Linked DNA regions of Mus musculus: region 1 is linked to region 2. A link is a contact called in public HiChIP or PLAC-seq data. All regions are on one chromosome and are shown on one strand. Each heading gives the region's core, a stretch centred on a gene start, on an enhancer-like site or on the middle of the called end of the contact. The rest is flanking DNA. Distances are from core to core; before and after follow the strand shown. Region 1 overlaps 4933406J09Rik (RIKEN cDNA 4933406J09 gene). Region 2 overlaps Etv6 (ets variant 6).

Region 1 (4,318 bases), core at 634-3,133, 180 kb before region 2:
TGAAGCTGGGGTTCCCTTTTATAAGCATCCTCCAGGTTCACCTCGTTCAGTGCTTGTTATATCTTTATTCAGACATTGGCCGCCTGTGCATCCATTGTTGGTGCTTTCAGTGTCGCTACAGCCCAGGACCCTGAGTAGGTAACTCTCGGAGAAAACCATACACAGTGCACGAAGGTCACATGGGACCTTCCCTGTGACAATGAGTGAGTAAAGCGCAGGGAGAGCCTCATCACAAAGCAAACTTAGAAAGACAGTATCGGGGCTGGAGCTGGAGCCTAGGACCTGCATACTCTGCGGCCCAGAACTCAGCTGTACCCACAGGGATCCTCCTTTCCGGTCTTCTCCACGGAGCACTCACTAGCCGTGGATTTACTTTGGGGCTAATTATTTCAGTCTGTGAACTTTAAAAACATAGTATCAGCCAGGTGATTGTGGCACATGCCTTTAATCCCAGCACTCGGGAGGCAGAGGCAGATGGATCTCTGAGTTCAAGGCCAGCCTCATCTACAGCGTGGGTTCCAGGACAGCTAAGGCTACACAGAGAAACCTTGTCTCAAAAAACCAAAATAAATAAATAAATGGAAAGTCATATAGTGCCCATATAGTGGTAAAATCATATAGTGCTTTGGAAAATACTTAGAGAATAAATCCACCTGTGATCCCACAATGAGTTTTTTCAGCGTTTCTGTATTATGTGACCTCACAAAGAATTTGGTGTTAAACATACAGGGCATTTCACTTAAGTATTAGTGAAGCTGAGGCAAGAGTGCAGCTGAGAGCACTGGCCCAGCACATACCAAGCCCGGGTTCAGTCTCCAGCATCACATAAACCAGGTGTGGTGGGGCACAACCACATCAGAACTCAGCAGCTGGAAGCAGAGAGAGGTTCAGGGTTATCCTCGGCAACATAGAGATTTCAAGGCCAGCCTGGGTTACATGAGAATCTGTCTAAAGACAAGCAAACAAAAATCACTAACCACTCTTCTTTTTTGTTTCATATTCTTTGAAACACCTCAGATTCCTGAAAAATTACCACCATGAGGTATTTAGCTTTTCCACTTTTGCTGAGCACTTCAAGTTTTCCTGTCGTAAATAATGCTGCGATGAAAATCTTTCCCAAGAGTTAACTCTTAGAAAAGGAATTGGAGTTATTTTTAAGAGCCTTCATATTGTGTAGACAGATGGGACTATCATATATTTCTATCAACATATAAGCTAATATAATATTTTTGATCAGGACTGTGAAGATTATTAAATAGTTTCATGCTACAAATTATGTTTATGAAAAATTTGAATATGTCAGAAAAGAAATCTTTGCTTAAGTTTTTCTTTGTATTTTTTTTTTTCAGACAGCGTGTCACTGAGTCTCCCAGGCTTGCCTGGAACTCACCACGTAGCTTAGGTTGCTCTCAACTTTGTGATCCCTTTGCCTCCTTCTCCAGTGCTCCATTACAGACATGTGCCACCACACTGAGACGTAGTCTTTAAAAAACAATCACCTGTACTGAGAAACGCCTAAGTAAGCTACGTATAGTTTGTTCCTCGACATAATGCTTATGAGAATTTTAAATAGTGGAAAACACTGAATGTAGTTACAAAGCACTATATATGAACAGAACACTGAATGTATAACGTGACCCTAAGTACATAGAGAGTGTGCTTAGGAAAGCTCTCTACCGACATCAGAACTTGCCACGACATGACGATGACGATAGGACATTTCCCCCTTCTCGCTGTGTTTAATATCACTCCAGTCTGTTGTTGTTTTTTTTTTTTTTTTTTTTTTATAACCGAGGAAAAAGCTGTGCTTTACACTGACTTATCAGAGGTGTGGTCACTTCCGGGGAAGGGAAACAGGGCTGGTCTGTGCGGTGCAGGCTCTGTTTCCTTCCCGCAGCAAACACTCGGAGGGTAGCACGGCCCTGCTCCCATGCCCCGACTCCTTCAGATCTCTACTGATTGCTTTGCTCACTTTAATGTAGTTAACCTCCAGCTTGGTTTTTGAGCATATTTACCTCTGTTCTATCTTTCTAGTTTTCAAACATTCTGAAGCTTGTTCAGAACGAATGAGTTCTACTTTCCAAGCTTCCTCTTTCTTTGTCTCTCTGATACCAGTTATTATGCTCTTTTTAAAGTTGTATTCACACATCTTACACAGATCTGGGTTGGTGGGATGCAAATCACATGTCACCCACACCATGCATTTAAAAACTGCAGGTGTCTGGCTGGCAAGGGAGCTTAGTAGCAGGATGCTTGCCCACCACGCTGAACCTCCAGTTTTGCAAAATCAAACCAATAACATAAAAATGTGGACTCCAGTGGTTATGTGTGTCACCCTGTTGGGGCCCATCACAACAACCATTTCTGGAATGTGTTCTCAATCCCTCAAAATGTCCCTGAGCCCCTTTGCAGTCATCCCCTGTTTCTCCACTCTACACAGAGCAGCCTACCATGCTGTTTTCTGTCTCTATAATTTACTTATTCTGGACTTCATACAAATGGAATGATTTTTTTTAAATTTTTGTGTCTGTCCTTTCTAAATTAACACAATAACTTTAAAGATCAGCCTTCTTGACTTTGTGTCAGTATTTAATCCATTTTAACACCAAAGGATATTCTATCCTATAGATTTAGCAGCACTGCTGATCAAATTTTCATCGTTTGATGGACACTTGAGGTGCTCCCGTTGGGTATCGATTGCCACTAATTCTGCTATCAGCAGTGTGCATAGAGTTTTATTTGTGGGCACATGTTTTCAGAATTTCTTGGTTCATATTCTAAATGTAGGCTTGGCCTCTTAAGGGATCGGTGGACTGTTTTCCACAGTGGCCATAACCATTTCCATCCTATCAGCCATGGGTGAAGATTCTGATTTGTCCACATCCCCAAGCACTTGTCATGGTTATAGTCTATCTTTCTGATCATCTTCTTATAATGAATATAAAATGACATCAATTGTGCTTTTAATTTACAATTATCTGATGAGCAATGATAATGAACACTTTTGCATGAGTTTAGTGGCCATTTTAAAAGTCTTCTCTGGAGACAGTTTTTCAAAAAATTTTTTTTTGCCTATATTTTAATTGGGTTATTGCCTTATTGTTGAGTTGTAAGAATTCCTTAGGTATTCAAGATTTAAATCCCTTATGGCATACAATTTGCAGCTTTCTCCTGCTCTGTGAATTATCTATTTCTTGATATGGTATCCATGGAAGCACAAACATTTTTAGTTTTAGATTGGGCCATCAACTTTCCATCATGGAGAGAGGAGGAACAAGTGAGGCCCTATTGCTCCCTGAGGATCTAGAGACAGTGGTTTCTGGGGGAGGAAAATGAAGTTGCCTTCAGTGTTGTAGACACTGGTAAATTGTCCATGATCCTTTAAATAGCTCCTTACCTGTGCTCATGTGAGAAACCTTAACAGAAGTCATCATACACACACACACACACACACACACACACACACACACACACACTCACTCATGCATAGGGAAGGGGGGAGGAAGGTAGCTAGTTGGGAAGAGGAGGGGGTCAGGAGGAGTAGGAGGGGGAACATAGGGGTCAATGGGGGTGAATATGGTGAATATATACATGTGTGTGGATGTCATAATGAAACTCACCATTATATAAAACTATTCTCAGCTCATAAAAGTTTTAAAAATAAAGTTTCAAATTTTATGTGGATGAAGTTGTCTGTATTTTTCTTTTAGTCATTTTTTTGCCTGTGGATCATTTCTTTAATTTATTTATTGAATGTGCCTATGGTGTATGTGGGTGAGTGTGTACATACAGAGAGGCCAGAGGACTACTCTCCTCCGTATTTCCTTGAGACAGGATCTCTCATTGAACCTGGGGCTAGTCTAGCAGTAGGAAGCCTCAGCGATAATCCTCCTGTCTCTGCCCACTATAGTGCTGGGTTACATTGTACTCCTGGCCATGAGTGGCTTTTTATGTGGGTTCTGGGGATTTGAACTCAGTCCTCAAGTAAGTGGTCTTATGCAGTGAGCTGTCTCCCCAGGCTCTAGTTGGTGCCACTAATGAAAGCTTCTTAGGTGTTGGTTAACCCAGGGCAGAAGAGGTTTACTTCATCATTTTCCTCTAAAGGTTTTATAGCTTGTGCTCTTTTGTTCGGCTTCTGGTTTATAGAGTTAGTTTGTGTGCACTAAACTGTGTGAGGATAAAGTTGCTACTAACTGAGTTGTACCTTGCTCCCAAACTTTGTATGTTGAAACTGTAGTCAACCCTGGAGTGGCAGTGTCTGGAGATGGGGAGTCATTAGGGTGAGGCCCTATCAGATGAGATGAGAGACGGGGCTTTC
Region 2 (4,568 bases), core at 889-3,388:
CCACAAAAGCCGGGGCCTGTGGCTAAAGAGATGGACAGGGTCTAAGAGCCCATTCTGATCTTACAGAGGATCTGAGTTCAGTTCCCAGCACCTACATTGGACATCTCACACCCATATTAGGAAGTTGCCTTGAACTATGTACAGCTCGAGGGAAATTGGACATGTTATTCAGTTTCTGCAGGGAGTGCCCACAAGTGCATACATGAGTGCGCTCGCGAACACACACACACACACACACACACACACACACACACACGTTATTCAGTTTCTGCAGGCAATACACACAATCTTAGTTTAAAAGGCAGGACCCTTTAAAACTGATTATAATGTGAGGATTGCAAAGAGACAGGTACATTCAGAGTCCAGCTTCTTCCAGTATTATAGATGAGCAACTGAAGCTCACATGGATAAATAAAATTGAGTAACAGTCAGGATTGGACTCCAGCCTTTGGTCTCCAGGTTCAACACTCTTCATTCTCTGCTTCATTGCCATTCTAAATGTCTAACTTGTTATAGTTTTCTCCACCAAGCCTAGTTGTATAGGAAGAAAAATCTCTAATAAATATTTACCAAACTGATCTGTAAATATAATTTTACTATCTTAGCCCAGTACTGGGCCTCAACCCCAAAAGAGTCCATTGGTGGATTAATGAAAAACCATGATGGAGCTCTGAGTGTTTACAGAGTATGTTTGAGATCGCAACCTAATTTCTATACAGGAATGAAGAAAAGCTGTTGCTGTGTTCACTGTAAGGACAAGGAAACTGAGGCCAAGAGGTTAAGAGACTTGGCTGCATTGCTGGCTGTATAGTGCTAGAAATGACAGTTTAAAATCGTTGGTTTCCAAGGTCTGTAAGTTTTTGATCCTACTGACCTAGGCCTAACGAATAATGGCTGTTCTTACACACTGCCCAAAAGATGCTGTTATCTTTTTCTCTCTTAATTTGTTTTTTTCTAAAGGCAAAGAAAGAAGGAAAGAAGGAAAGGAAGGGAGGGAAGGAAAAAGAAAAGAAATGTAGGGTGCTGGGGTGTAATTTAGTGGGAGAGTAAATTGCCCAGGATGCACAAGGCCCTGAGTTCTATCCTTAACCCAACCCTAACAAAAGAGGGGGAAAGGAGGGAGAAGAAAAGGAGACACAGAGACAGACAGACAGAGACACAGACACACACAGAAAAAGAGAGAGAGAGATAGAGAAAGAGATGCGTACTCAGGAGGTGACAACAGGAGGATTACATCACGCCCAAGGCCTAGTCTACAAGGTGGGTTCTGGATCAGTACCAGGGCTATGAAGCAAGACCCTGTCTTAAAAATAAAAACAGCAACAAAGGGAATCTTCATATCAGTGTACAAGACAAAACCAAAACTCCGCTACACTGGCTGACTGAAGTGCAAAAAACTACACGCTCAGCACAAGACCGTCATCTGCCCAGTGCAGAGAGAGCTCTATTTTCTTGAACAAAGCCGGCTTCAGACCAGCTCTGAGATAAGAATAGCAGTTACATGGACTGCCTACAAGATTTTAAGGGGCAGCTAAAGGAACCAGCTGAAGCCATCTTCAATCATTGTTTTCAATCATGTCAAAAGAAGGAAAGAGATCACTCCTAAGTCTGGGCAGCCTCGGGCTTTACCATCACCTACAAGGAGGCTCCAAGCACTCCTAGGATGGGCGAAGCTGGTAAGGAAAGGTGACAAGAGGCAGGAAGGATGCCCCAGGCCTCCCCGAGACTGCTCGAAGCCTGTTAAAGACAGAGATGGTGGTAGCTAGTGGTGGGGGTGGGAGAGGGAGCATGTGGGAGACTGTGAAGGAAGGTGTGGGGGGACAGATATAACCCAGCATATAGAAACCTGTCAGGATGGGATTTATTTCTGTTCTGTGAGGGGGTATAATAGGGCTTTGCCTGCACTCTCAATAGCTGTTTTGAAGTGAACCCGGCTGGTATATCTTTAATTTGTCATTTCATTATGAAACTGTTTCCCTTCCAAGAAGCCTTCACGTCAGGAAGCTCTGTCTGCCCACACAGGAAATTCCTTTGCTTCAACTTCCCCAAAAAGGAAATTTCCCTCAGAAGTGAGCCCAGCATATGCCTTTGAACAAGGCTGATTCAAGAAACTTTGGCAGCCGAATCCCAAAAACACCCCTGGCTTTCAGCTGCTGCCGGGACCCAGGGATAAACAGTTGGTCTCTGGGCCAGTGGGTGGGGACCCCACCAAAGCTCTCCATTCTCTGATGCCGCCCTTGTCCTCTACTGCAGCCTGTGGGACGTGGAGAGCTTAAATCTGCCAGGAAGGATTGAAGTATCTGCATCCAGATCCACAGAGACAACAGATAGACCACACACACACACACACACACACACACACACACACACAGACACAGACACACAGAGGCATCCCAAGACAGTGTCGGCACACACTTATCAGGATCGCACATAAGATTTCAGATTTTTGCCAGAGAGGACAGGATTTCAAATGAGTAGAGCACACATAAACAACATGGTAAGTAACAGACTCCCAAAGGTGTCTATCACTCAAGAACCTTTACCTCGGGTGATGGGATTTTCCACATAACTTTTCCCAGTGAAGATTCTCGGCGAAACATGGGAGGCGGGAGATGGGGGGGTGGGGACGGGACGTGGGGAGTATCTCCAACCACATCCCTGTAAGAATTAATCTCTCAGACATCGTGAGAACAGCTAAGTGGTGAGAATCCAGAGCAGCTGTGCTATAGAGAATTTTATGAAGCTTCTGAAGAGAGAAGCTGCCAAACTTGCATTTAAGTTTTTAATTTTCCATTTCAAATCACTTTATTTAAAAAAAAAAATCTGTGCAAAGGACGGATCTATCTAAAGCACAAAAAGAAGAGACGGTGTTGAACCTCAGACTGGGTGTCAGGCAGTGGCCAGTGAGAGACGGAGACAGATGAGGAGCTAAGGCGGCCCTGGATTTTCACCCTGCAATTAGAGGGCACTAGAACGGCAGCCTGCTCAGAGCTGATCTTATTACACTATTTATGTGCCAGGGCTCTGAAGAGATATTATTTACCAGGAAACAGAGCCGTATTTAAGAGACGGATGAGAATCATGAAGCTCACTGAAATCTCAATATATGAACCTTGAGGTTTGGGGTTGCGGTAGCCATTTGCTGTGAGGTGGTTTTTTAAATGTTTACTTTGGTGAGTTATCCTATTTTTCTGAAATTTATGAAGTCTTAACCGCAGTTGAGTCTCAGAGGGAATGTGACACTGTTTTTCATTCTTTTCATCTAGATAATAGGGCTTTGGTTTATACTGGGAAGGAAGGAAGACAGAGTCTGAGAGGCCACTGGACTGGCTACCAGCTCTGTGAGTGGCGCTGGCTGAGCTTGCCTTTTTAACCTCCTTAAACTGGACTTTTCATCTTAATGGTGAGGAGAAGGAAATTCAGTTCACAGGGCTGTCAAGAGGACTCAGCGACAAAATGTCTTACATGCGTGTAAGTTACCCCGGTAAGGTCAAGATCTTCCTGACCCCCTCACTGAAACGTGAATTCACGCGCCCCTTCTGTGTGTGAGGATCTGTACCTGCAAACTCACTGTTTCTGCCCAAGGACACAAAGGGCGTGGATCCTCAGCATGATGCTGGCCTTCAGATGCTCAGCTTGTCTGGTCAAGATCATCGCTGGCATCATCTAGAGATAGCACCCGAGCATGCTAAGCAGTAGGACTGGGTGCTCTTCTCAGCCTCGGGGCTCCAGGTTTAAAATACTTTGTCTTCATCAAGCAAGGGACCTGGATTTTGTCCTGCTTCACTCGTCTATCTCCTGAGCAAAATTACAGACGTTATTTCCAACTTGATCCTTGGCCTTCCACGTCAGCTACAGATCCCTCCGATACAAGGGAATTGAGAAATTTAATAAACTAATTTGCATGAAGAAAGGACGTGGGTTAGTCACCATCTCTATCCAAGGCACTACCTACCTACATTCCTGACTACTTTTAAAAAGTGGGGCTAGGGGCTCAGAAGAATTGCTTAGCAGCCAAAGCACCCACTGTTCTTATAGATACCCCAAAGCACCCTGTGTGTGCCAGTTTAGTTCCTAGCTCTAGAGGCATGTATGTAATACACATATATACATAATTACGAGTAACTTACTGACACACATAAAATAAATAAATCTAAAAAAAAAATGTTTTAACGGAGCTAGGTGGGAACATGCCTGATGCAAAAGGAATGCTTTTCAGAGGTGGAAAGGCAGGCGCAGAGAAGTTCATTACAGCAGATAATTCACACTCAAGGCGCTCATAGTCATTTCAACTGGGGGACCACATTCCCTGCTTTCGCAGAACACTGGCCCGGTTCAGAGGCAACTAGAAGCCCTCTCTGTCCTGGGTGCAGCAACAGGCACTTGGGAATCTGAATCTTCCATTCAGCAAACAAAGATGCCAATAGGCAGAGAGTGGCACAGCTGTAGGTACAATGTCAGCGCTACAATACTCCATTGTATCCGCCATGTTCTTTCCTCATAATGTGTGGGTGGTAGAAACCATCACAGGAGTTTTGTGATGTAGACATCTGGATTAATAGCTGCTA

The links. HiChIP or PLAC-seq counts read pairs in DNA pulled down with a chosen protein or histone mark.
Region 1: a contact with region 2 is called in an H3K4me3 HiChIP or PLAC-seq map of bone marrow-derived macrophages, with 2.6 times the contacts expected there. The contact joins two enhancer-like sites. A contact is called at or near these places in 2 of 484 Hi-C or Micro-C datasets (cerebral cortex and forebrain) and 1 of 115 datasets of contacts at active chromatin or transcription factors (bone marrow-derived macrophages).

What each region holds. Positions count from the first base shown.
Region 1 is chr6:134,330,711-134,335,028 of GRCm38.p6, reverse strand. All of the region lies in intron 3 of 4933406J09Rik (RIKEN cDNA 4933406J09 gene), which reads left to right. Among named protein-coding and RNA genes, the nearest start is that of Bcl2l14, 63 kb to the left of the region's middle. Within about 2 kb of position 1,883, at least 61 of the 459 cell types and tissues checked have an H3K27ac peak or open chromatin away from gene starts, as enhancers often do. A contact at or near this core is called in bone marrow-derived macrophages, where this site is marked.
Region 2 is chr6:134,149,606-134,154,173 of GRCm38.p6, reverse strand. All of the region lies in intron 2 of Etv6 (ets variant 6), which reads right to left. Among named protein-coding and RNA genes, the nearest start is that of Gm52920, 35 kb to the left of the region's middle. Within about 2 kb of position 2,138, at least 90 of the 459 cell types and tissues checked have an H3K27ac peak or open chromatin away from gene starts, as enhancers often do. A contact at or near this core is called in bone marrow-derived macrophages, where this site is marked.